Regions from separate parts of the Ovis aries genome. Here region 2 is linked to region 1. Evidence: chromatin contacts called from public Hi-C data. All regions are on one chromosome and are shown on one strand. Each heading gives the region's core, a stretch centred on a gene start, on an enhancer-like site or on the middle of the called end of the contact. The rest is flanking DNA. Distances are from core to core; before and after follow the strand shown.

Region 1 (5,215 bases), core at 1,472-3,971:
ATCAGCTTATGGCTTTATAAACCAACAGCAACACTGTTACTTGAAGCTAAGACATCACATTTTAAGTGAAACTTGAATTACACTTTTGGAAGCTGCCATGTCTTTAATTTTGGCCATGTTTTGAATTTTACCTTTGAAAATTGCTATCAAATAGAACTTTTCACAGTTATGAGTAGCTCAGGTAGCAGACTTCAAGGATGTAAGTTTCACTGCTATAAAGAACAACAGGTGCTGGTATTTCTAGGCTTAGCAGTGGTCTGATACAGGCTGACGGGGCTTGAAAGTTTCCTTCCTGGTCACCATTTGGGGGGTGATAGCTTCAAACCCAAGCCTTACTTAATGTATGTTACTTTTCCTCATCTTAACAGCCTAGTAAGATACAAACTTGCCAGAGCATCTGTGATCACTATGTAGATTCTTAAAAGGATCCTGACATCATGTTAAGCCAGCCACAGGCCTCAATTCATACAGGCTCAAACTCCTTCCTCCTAATAGCTGGGACCTCCCTGATTAGAGCTCATTAAGAAAATGGTGCTTTTCTTTAACATATAAAAAACCTAAGTCTCTAACAGCTTTCTTAGCCAGATTTATGCCAGCAGGGTCAAGGAGGGACCATTTTATTCTATTTACCTTTAGTGAACAGACTGCTAGAGATAACGCCTAACTTAAAATTAGGCCACTGTGGTGTATTTATACTGACCCTCCTTCCCAATTCTTATCCTTTAATCCCATACCAGTTACAGAGACTTGGCACAAAAAAGTAGTATGTATATTTTTTAAACACCTAGTAGAGCAAATCAACTAGAAAAAATTGCCAAGGGGAGCCTGGCTGTATGTCCACACCTTCATCATTCTTTCCATGCCAGTTCCTTACATACTCCATTTCCAAAGAACCCCAAACTCCTGGACAGTGGCACTACCCTGAATTTTAGGGTCAGAAAATATCTCTTACTTTGTGAAGGAAGCAGCTTCCTCAAGCAGTGCTGCTTCAGAGCCCACTGCCCAGGCTTACTCACACCTTGCCTCCACCTGCACATTACTGCCCTCGAATCCCACTGTATTATAGCAACAATGCCTCCCTGGTGCCTGGAAAACCCACCTGGTGCACTAAAATGCTATGCAACACCAAATGGCTTCTTCCCATAGTACTGCTCAAAAATGGAAATTCCTCAAGAATAAGCTATTACCTATGCTAACATCACTGTATGGTGGCTACAGTTTCCATTTCTTTTTTTCTTTTACTATGAAACAAACCATCTGTTAAAATCCATGTTTGGGACTTGTTCCTGTCTCTCTCGAGTGTGAAATATAAATCATGTTTTTATGATTTTTGTAAATCTTGACTTTTTACACCTTGTTTTTGTAAGCTGAAGTTTTCTTATTAAAAGAATAAAATATCTTTGTGTACACGCTTTATTTGTTAAAATACCATTAGATTATTCCTCAGGACAAGAGCCAAGATCAGCCCCTGCAGAAACTTAGGAACTATGTACAGCATTTTACAGAACAGAAGACAATACTTTAGCTGAAGCCTGCCTGTTGAGCAGAGAAGGGTGTCCTGAGTGGACTCGGCAAAGAAAAGGAAGTCGGGCAGGGAAGGGAAGGTGCCATCTGACAAACTTCAGCCGCCATCAGGGCAAGTCTGGTGATGGTCACAGATTGGAGGCTGTTTTTGAAGGGGTCGAGTACAGCACAGGGATTCCATGTGTCTGCAATCAGACAACAGGTGGCATTAGAAAGGTAAAATTACTGGAGTAAAAATTGCTAAATCCCTTGCAACATCTGGAAACTTATCTAACTAGGAACAGCCAAGGGTCTTTTGTCAAGTCTCTTTCCTATTAGTCTGTGAACAGGTGATCTAAGTTATTTCTTCTCCCAGCCTCTAGGACTTCTGAAAGAACAGTGGTTAGTGCTTACCTACACAGGCTAGACCCCAGGCTGAGGTGCCATTAGGTCAATGTCACTCAAATTTCTGGCCAGCCAAACTCCAGCAGCAAAGAGTCCCAAATTGAGAATCAAGTTCCTGGAAAAAGGAACGCATCCTATTAACCCTGTGGTCACTGAGTCACGTGTCTGGTTAACGAGAGACTTGTGGGGGGGGGGGCCGGTTCCCATAATCACACACTGGAGGAAGCCGTCCCCTCCTGAGGCAGAAGCACTTCAGAATCGCATGAGCACTGATCGGTACATAATAGGTTGCCCAAGACCACATGGTTATTTAAGGTTCGTTTCTACGTCTAATGAGAGCAGGGTCAAACGCAAAGGCCAATTAAGCACTTGTCCAGAGCCAAAAAGCCTGTTTGTTGCAGCCCCCTCCCCCAGGGTCCCCGTGAGCATAGCTTCTCTAGACAGAGCCTGGTGACTGAAAAGAGCGCTTCGGCAGCACGGAAATCCTCCCGATCAAGGACCTCAGCAAAGCACAGCCAGAGCCACAAAGAGGCCAAGATGTGGGTGATGTAAAAAAATCTGGAGGAACCAGTTCAAGGAAGGGAAATCCAGGGGGTACGCATAACGCGCGCGAAGGGCCGGAGAGGGACCGAGCCCCCGGGCCTCGGTTACCTCCGGAAGTCATTCCTGTCGGTGGCGAAGCGGTAGACGCCCCGAAGCCAGTCCCCCACGTTGTCTGGAATTTCGGGAGCTTCATTTGCTGAGCCCGCAGCGGTCACGCCGGCCCCACTGGAAGCCATAGCAGCACCTCAGCGCTCTGTACGAACGCTCGCCACGCACCGGGCGGGCGCCGACAGATTACGCAACTTCCGGCCTCACACTTCCGCGGGCCACTGGCCAACAGAGGGCACAGCGGCTCGCGCATCGACAGGCGCCTGCAGAACTTCCCGGGTGCGCGTCCGCCACCTCGGCCAGGGGTGGAGCGCCGCCGTGCTCCAGTCTCCCTGGTCGGGTTCCACTTCCAGCTCCGTCCTGGCCTTCGGCCGGCGCACCGGCTCACAGTCCAGGTGTTCTCCGAACCAACTTCATTGGTTCGGGAGGAGAACGCTGGGGATGGGGCCGCCCGGCCTGTGGGTGTGGGGCAGGGGCACTCAGCGGGGGATGCGTAGCTTTGAGGAATGGGCTTCTCCAAGTCTCCAGGAAGAGTCATAAAGTGCGCGGGCTGAAAGGAGGCAGTCAAACCTGTCATCTCGCCGCCCCTCCCCAGACGTGGTCCTGATTCAGTCTAGGACTTAGAGGGGTAAGAGAGCCTCGCTCTCTCGCCTTACATATCGCAACCCCCCAATTCCCCTTTCTCCAGGCTGCGCCACTAGCAAATGGTACAGTGCCTCCTGGAGGTGTCGCTGTCCCCAGTTCGGAGAGGGGCCGGGGTCTCCCAGGGCCGAGGAAGGCGATGGCCTAAGAAAAAGCCTTCGGGTTCCGATTCAGAGGAAGAGGAGCAGGTGGGGCAGGGAGCGTCCTTCTTGGGATCAAGGGGCGTCTCTAGGCGGCCCTGCGCTTGCCCTTGGCGTGCCTCCGTCTGGTCTCCAGTTCGATACTCCTGCTCCGCGCTGGATCCAAGAATCCCAATCCGGGTTTCCAGACTAGAGCTGACGGCAGTGGCGAGAAGGGTTGCCCGGGAGATGGTCGCAGCATTCGGCTGGGCGCAGTCCCGGTCTCCAACTCTGCAGAGCCCCTCCTCTCCTGTTCCGGGCGGGGTCAGAAACGCCCATCTCAGAGCCGCGAGTCTCTTTCTCCCAGATTCGGGCGGGGCAGCGGCCAGAAGCCAGTCCCAGTCCGGGCCCAACCTCCCGCTCCGCCCCGAGCCGTGCGCGCCGCCGCCGTGGGTCCGCTCCAGGCTCCCGCCCCTCCCCGCCTCCGCCCAGCAGAGGGCGGCCGCGGCCCCAGCCCAGGAGCGAGTCCCGCGCCGCAGCCCCAACGGCGGCGCGGGGTGGGTTCTGGAGGCCCTCGGAGCGCGCCGGCCAGGGACGCGCGGTGAGAGCTGCGGGCCCCGAAGCTCGGGTCTGGGGGGGCGGGGGGCGGGGCGGGGGCGCTGCTGGAGGGGCGGGACGGCGTGGGACCGGGGTGAGGGTCCCAGCCCGGGAGAACCACCCCCCTCAGCCCAGCCCGAGCCGCTGCCCCCTTCCCCTTTGATCTTAACCTTCTCCTCCCTTACCCGGGGACGCCCTGCTTTCCAGTGTCGGGGCCGGACTCGAACCCGCATCCGAATAGCGACGCTCAAAGCAGCTGGGGCAGCAGGGGCCGCCCCCCGGCAGGGCATAACGTCCCCCGCCCAAGGGCCCGGCGCAGTCCTGGCAGCAGAAGTGATTTTCGTGCCAGCGCTGTCCCTCGGCCTCGGTGCAGCGCTGGGAGAAAATCAGCTGAGAGAGGGAGAGGGGGACGGTTCATTCATTCATTCACTCATTCATTCATCCAATAACCACGCCTTATACCCAGTTGACGCTGAAGCACGTCTACAGACATTCCCATTTGATCTACTCAAACACTCTCAGACGCGGGGAGGGCTGATTGGATTAGCCAGGATCCCCCAGCTAGCAGGTGGCACATCCTGAAGAAGTGCGACCCGGGTCGCCTGGACGCCCATTCCAGGTTTCCATACTGCCTCTTGTGCAGACACTGAACGAGTTCCTCGCTGGAGCAGGAACAGCACTAGCATACTGAGATGATCGTCTGTCCTAGAGTCCCTGCTCTGGAGAAATTGAGTCCATGAAAATTGGGGGGACTCTGCTTACGGTGGGGAAGGGCACAAAGGCAACGGGCCCCAGGTACCCAGAGCTCAAAAGTCAGAGCAAGGTGAATACAGAAGTCCCAGACTGATTTCCAGTTCTCTGTACCCCACTCCGTGGTACTGAAAGAGGCGTCCCTTTGCACCCTGCCACTCAACCCTGGGCAGACCCCCTCCAGCCCCTCCCTTCAAGGTTGTACCTGGTCACAAGCCGGGCAGCGCGGCCGCAACAGCTCTGCGTGATGACGGCCACAGTAAAGACGCCCATCGTGGTAGAAGTAGATGAGGTTGATCAGGGCCTGGCCACAGGCCTGGCAGGCAAAGCAAGCCCGGTGCCAGCAGCGCCGCTCTCCTGCCCGAGCTGTGAACACTCCGTACTCCCCTGGCCTCAGCGGCTCCCTGCACTGCGGGGCGTGGGTGCTGGGCTGGTCACAGGCTGCATATGCCAGTCTCCAGGCTCTTCCATCCCAACCCCAACCTAACTGTTCTTCCCACACCTCTGGCAAACCCACCTCCACTGCAGGCTCCACCAAGAACCCCTAC
Region 2 (4,589 bases), core at 1,827-4,326, 330 kb before region 1:
TGAAATTCTAGATTTTATACAGAACTTGATTTAAATGGGGCATAGCTGTTCGAGACCTTGATCTTCTACATGCTTTGGGGGTTTTATATTTTTAATTTGGGCAATTCTGGTTCTGTACCAAAGAAAATAAGTCTTCCTTTACAAACACTGTGCATTTAGCCAGTGTTGGAAATTTAAATTCTGCTTCCAGAGGCTCAGGTGTCCAATCTGAAGATTTTAAGTTTTTCATTCATTACTCATCTACCAGGCACTATTCTACGCTGTATTACACATGGGGGAGTTGAGTGGATAAAGAGGACTGTGACATCATTCCTGCCTGCATGCCAAGGAATTTAATACTTGGGAAAAACATACAGGGTCTTGGGAACAGATCCAAGTCCACCAGCGTGAAGAGCAAAGCTCATGGTTTATTACTATTACTGAACCATCTCACCATCACCCACATAGTCACAGCAATTTGCAATAGGTTCTCAGCAACTATTTGTTAAATTGATTATCTCTAATCTTCCAGGTATGCTTAGCTGCACGTGTGTATATGTACATAAAACCTCTTCTGAGTTCACCTAAAGTCAACTCTTAGTTCCACAGACCTCCAGTCTACCTTCCTTGGCCACAGCCAGCCAGCTGGGGACTGAGGCTGAGTTTTAATGTTGACATAAGCAAAACGTAATTAGGAAGTCATGTTAAGAAACTAGATAACATATTATTATTATGTATCTAATATTAGTTAATATTATTTAGATAATAGATTTTGAGTCTCAGATATCCCTGTATAAAAAGAGCCAAAGGACGCATTATTTCTTTATATGAGAATCTTGAAAAAATCTAATCTTCCAGCCATCCCTCAAGGGATATGTTTAATGTTTCTGTTTGAGTGTAAAGGCCAAGCAGTCATATATGCTTGATCTACACTGCAGCACACACATCCTTAACATACAACATGGATCTCTCTTTGGGCTGTTTGGGGTCATTATTTCCTCTGCTTCTGTAATTTTGACGGTCTTGATATTTCTTCTTTTCCCAACCACTTTATTTAAAGGCATGTTTGACACATAAATGCTATATTTATTGTGTACAACCTGATAAGTTTGGAGATAAGTGTATAACCATGAAACCAGCACAATCAGGGGAGAAGGGCTGCCTTTTAAAACAGAACAACCAGTGTAATCAAAGTATGATTTAACTTAGAACTATTTGATGCACACACTTATTTTTCCTGGATATAAAGCAAGGTAGACTTGCATCAACCATCTAGAATCACTTGATCTCCTGTTCATTTACACTAGTTCAGAGGTTTGAAGGGTTAATTCATAGGAAAAGTGAAAGTGTGAACTCGCTCAGTTGTGTCCGACTCTGCGACCCCATGGACGGTAGCCTGCACCAGGCTCCTCCGTCCATGGGATTTTCTAGGCAAGAGTACTGGAGTGGGTTACCATTTCCTTCTCCAGGGAATCTTCCCGACCCAGGGATCAAACCCAGGTCTCCCACATTGTAGACAGACGCTTTACCATCTGAGCCACCATAGGGAAGAGACCTATAATGGACTGGCCGAGCTTCAGAACACTGTCCATGCTAATAAACTAAGAACTTTAATGTGTCAAAACAAAAACCCTGCACTGTCTATGCCCACACACCATACCAAAAGACCCTGTCCACAACCCCACTGTTGGCAAAACCCCAGATGGCCCCACACAATGACTCCCACATTGCCCCCAGCTAATTGGTACAGGGCTGGCACCTGACCAAAAGTTATTAGGGCCACAGTCTGTTTGATGACACAGTTTAGCCCTGGAAAACAAGGGGGCCAAATCCAATTCCCACATTTTAGAGTATGAATGGAGAAACTTGGTGAGCCAAAGCGGCAAGCAGCAGTCATGTGCAAGGCGGAAATCTGAGGGAGCAGACACAATTTGTAAGCAAAGGCCATCCATAAAGAGACCATATTTGGCCAGAGGGGTGGAGAGGGCATCCAGTTCCCAAGGCTGTTTTGAGGCCACGTTTCCAGTTTCAGGAGTAGGAAAGGCCATCTCAGTCTTTAAAAATAAAAAATAAACTCCTTCCTTGCAGGAGCACAGGGAAGCAGGGACCTCTATGCCTCACATCCTAGAGACTTAAGTAGAACTGGACTTTGTCACAGAGTCAACTCCAGGGGTGCCGCAGCGGTGGGAAAGGCATTGAACTAGGATGTTGAAGCTGGTTATTGGTTCAGCTGTAACTAATTCACCACATGACTCTGAGTCATTTCATCTCTGAGCCTCAGTTTCCTCACTTATTAAATTCGGGTAAAATGTACGTCATCTTGTGAGGATCCAGTTAGGTAACATAGGGAAATGTTGTTTGCAGGCTGTAATGTCACCATCATCAGCTGCTGCAGAACCTTCACTCAGCTTGTTCAAGGCAGCAGAGGCAGGTTGAGGAGCCATCCCAGAAGAGAGACTGATGCTTTAGAAGCAGCAAGAGTTGGAGAGCTCTAGGAAAACTCCACTGGCTAAGAGGGACCAGCCAACTTTGAATGTCACAACTGAAAGAGGGAGCTTGATTCTGAAAAGGACACTGGGCAGCCTGCCAAGGCTATCGCTGTTACAACTCTCACCTCTAAGTTACAAACGCAGATTGTTTCTCCAGGGCAAGGTGAGTATCAGACCCCAAATCGTGGACCACCTGAATCCTAAACCAGAGACATTCTGACTCTCAAAACTATGACTCAAAAGACGATTAAACCTAGCCTCTTGGTTATTTTAAAAAACAAACAGACAAGAAAACCCTAACTCAAAGACAAACATGGAGTGGATCTGAGGCTTGGCTCATGCTCCCTTGCCTGGCGCTCTGCAATAAATCCTTACTCCCTGCAAACTCCCACTGTCAGTCTGGGTTTTTTTTGCGAGCCACAGGCACTTTGCTCCGTTATAATAGAAAAATCAACTATCAATCAACCATCAACTCAGAGATAACCACTGTCAATACATTAGTTATATTTGTTCCAAGCGTGTGGTTATGTTTACCTCCAACAAAACAGGAACTGCAAAGCACAAATGATTTCAAGAGGAAAGCGCTGACGGAAGTCGCTAACTACCTAGATACAAGCTGAAGCTATAAAAAGGCGGACGGGCCAGGTTAGGACCTGAAGGAAGCCGGCTGTGTTCACTCTAAGAGAGCGTGGAACCACGTCTCTATGGTTGTTCCTGTGCCGGAACACAAGGATACACTCTCTCCTTCTGCGGAACTCTATGGTCAGAGGACGCTTCTGTGACCCCGGAGGCAATCCGGGGGAGCAGGAACGGCAAGATGGCGGCGCGAGCTGTGTTTGGGGCCCTGGGCCGGCGTCTCTGGCAGGTAAGGAGCGCGCTACGCGGATTAGGCGGCCTAACAGGGACAGTTACCATTACGTCTGATTGCCACTTGTCATTCTTCCCATCTTCCGCGATATTTATTTCGCACCTTGACCCGCTGTTTGGAAGAAGGTGGCGAGAAAAGGGCTGATTTTATCTCTAATTCTCTCAGGATAAAACAGAAGTTAATGAGTCAGGGCAAAGACAGGAACGAGAAGAAGAGTAGACTATCAGAAGTGGAAAGGATATTGGACAACAAATGTTGCAGACCCCGCCTTTCACGTTTGCGAAATAGGCTCAGAGAAGTCGGGAAGCTACACCTCGCGAAAATTTGGTAGCTTGAGAGTTTAGACGCTTCTCACGGAATCAGATTGAGATACCTTCCTGATACCCAGGTTTCTGAGACTCAAATGACAGTCGCTGAAGTCAGAGGAGTGGGCTAAGTATCCTCTGCTGGGTTTTTTGGAGAAAAAGCAAAAAATTCAAGCAGCGGTTCTTATTTGGCTTCAGCGCTCCTCTACTCTTCAGGAGAATGGATACATTCTCTCCTAATGTATATAGCTGCGTCCCTTCAGTGTTACCTGAACTGTCACAACATTGTTAATCGGCTACACCCCATACAATAGAAAGTGTTTTCTTTTTTTAAATAGTTAAGGACTCCAAAGAGCTTTGAGTTTTGTGTTTTTTAAGCTATCGATTTTTTAGCTTATTAGAAAATACAACCTAGAATCTTAAAAATCCTTAATTAAAAATACTAAAACTCATTATATGTTAACATAATTAGCAATTTTATGAAAAGCAACTAGGTTTTCCAAAACAAATTGAGAGAGAGGAGTGGCATGTTTTATGTTTTTGCAAACCTCTTTAATGTCTGGCTTAGTAGAAAACAGCTTCTCTAGCTGCTTCTGCAGTCTCTTACTATGTCAGAGGTCATACAGTCTCTGGAAAACTTCACTGTACTTTGGTGCGAGACTAGAGTGGAAAAGTTGAAAATACCATCTTACTGTTATTATAAAAAATAAGTTTAGCCTCGGGAGCTGCCTCTCAAAGTGTCTCAGAAGTCCCTCAGAGGTTCTTAGACCACACTTTGAGAACCACTGTCCTTAAGTCAGGTAGCGTTAGAGGTTGAAATTTTGAATTATTTTTAAGACACATTTACTCAGAGCAGAGTCTCCACTCCCTCAGAAACAGAAAGGAAAGAAAAGGTAAGAACTTCTTAAGGTTCATTTGTGGATGTAATAGCAGTTTAGGCTTGAGATT

Evidence for each region. A called contact is a pair of places that touch in the nucleus more often than the background predicts.
Region 2: a contact with region 1 is called in a Hi-C map of hypothalamus, with 2.6 times the contacts expected there. The contact joins the promoter of MRPS10 here to the promoter of TOMM6 in region 1. A contact is called at or near these places in 3 of 16 Hi-C or Micro-C datasets (blood, hypothalamus and liver).

What each region holds. Positions count from the first base shown.
Region 1 is chr20:15,632,264-15,637,478 of ARS-UI_Ramb_v3.0, reverse strand. It overlaps TOMM6 (translocase of outer mitochondrial membrane 6), which reads right to left and starts at 2,721. Exons shown (of 3, transcript XM_042237283.2): 1 at 2,560-2,721; 2 at 1,918-2,023. The coding sequence starts at 2,687. The coding sequence ends at 1,927. PRICKLE4 (prickle planar cell polarity protein 4) reads right to left here. Exons shown (of 7, transcript XM_042237280.2): 5 at 4,873-5,076; 6 at 4,103-4,307; 7 at 2,836-3,630. The coding sequence ends at 3,257. It overlaps USP49 (ubiquitin specific peptidase 49), which reads left to right. Exons shown (of 7, transcript XM_060403180.1): 7 at 1-1,399.
Region 2 is chr20:15,965,752-15,970,340 of ARS-UI_Ramb_v3.0, reverse strand. MRPS10 (mitochondrial ribosomal protein S10) reads left to right here and starts at 3,076. Exons shown (of 7, transcript XM_060403635.1): 1 at 3,076-3,333. The coding sequence starts at 3,228.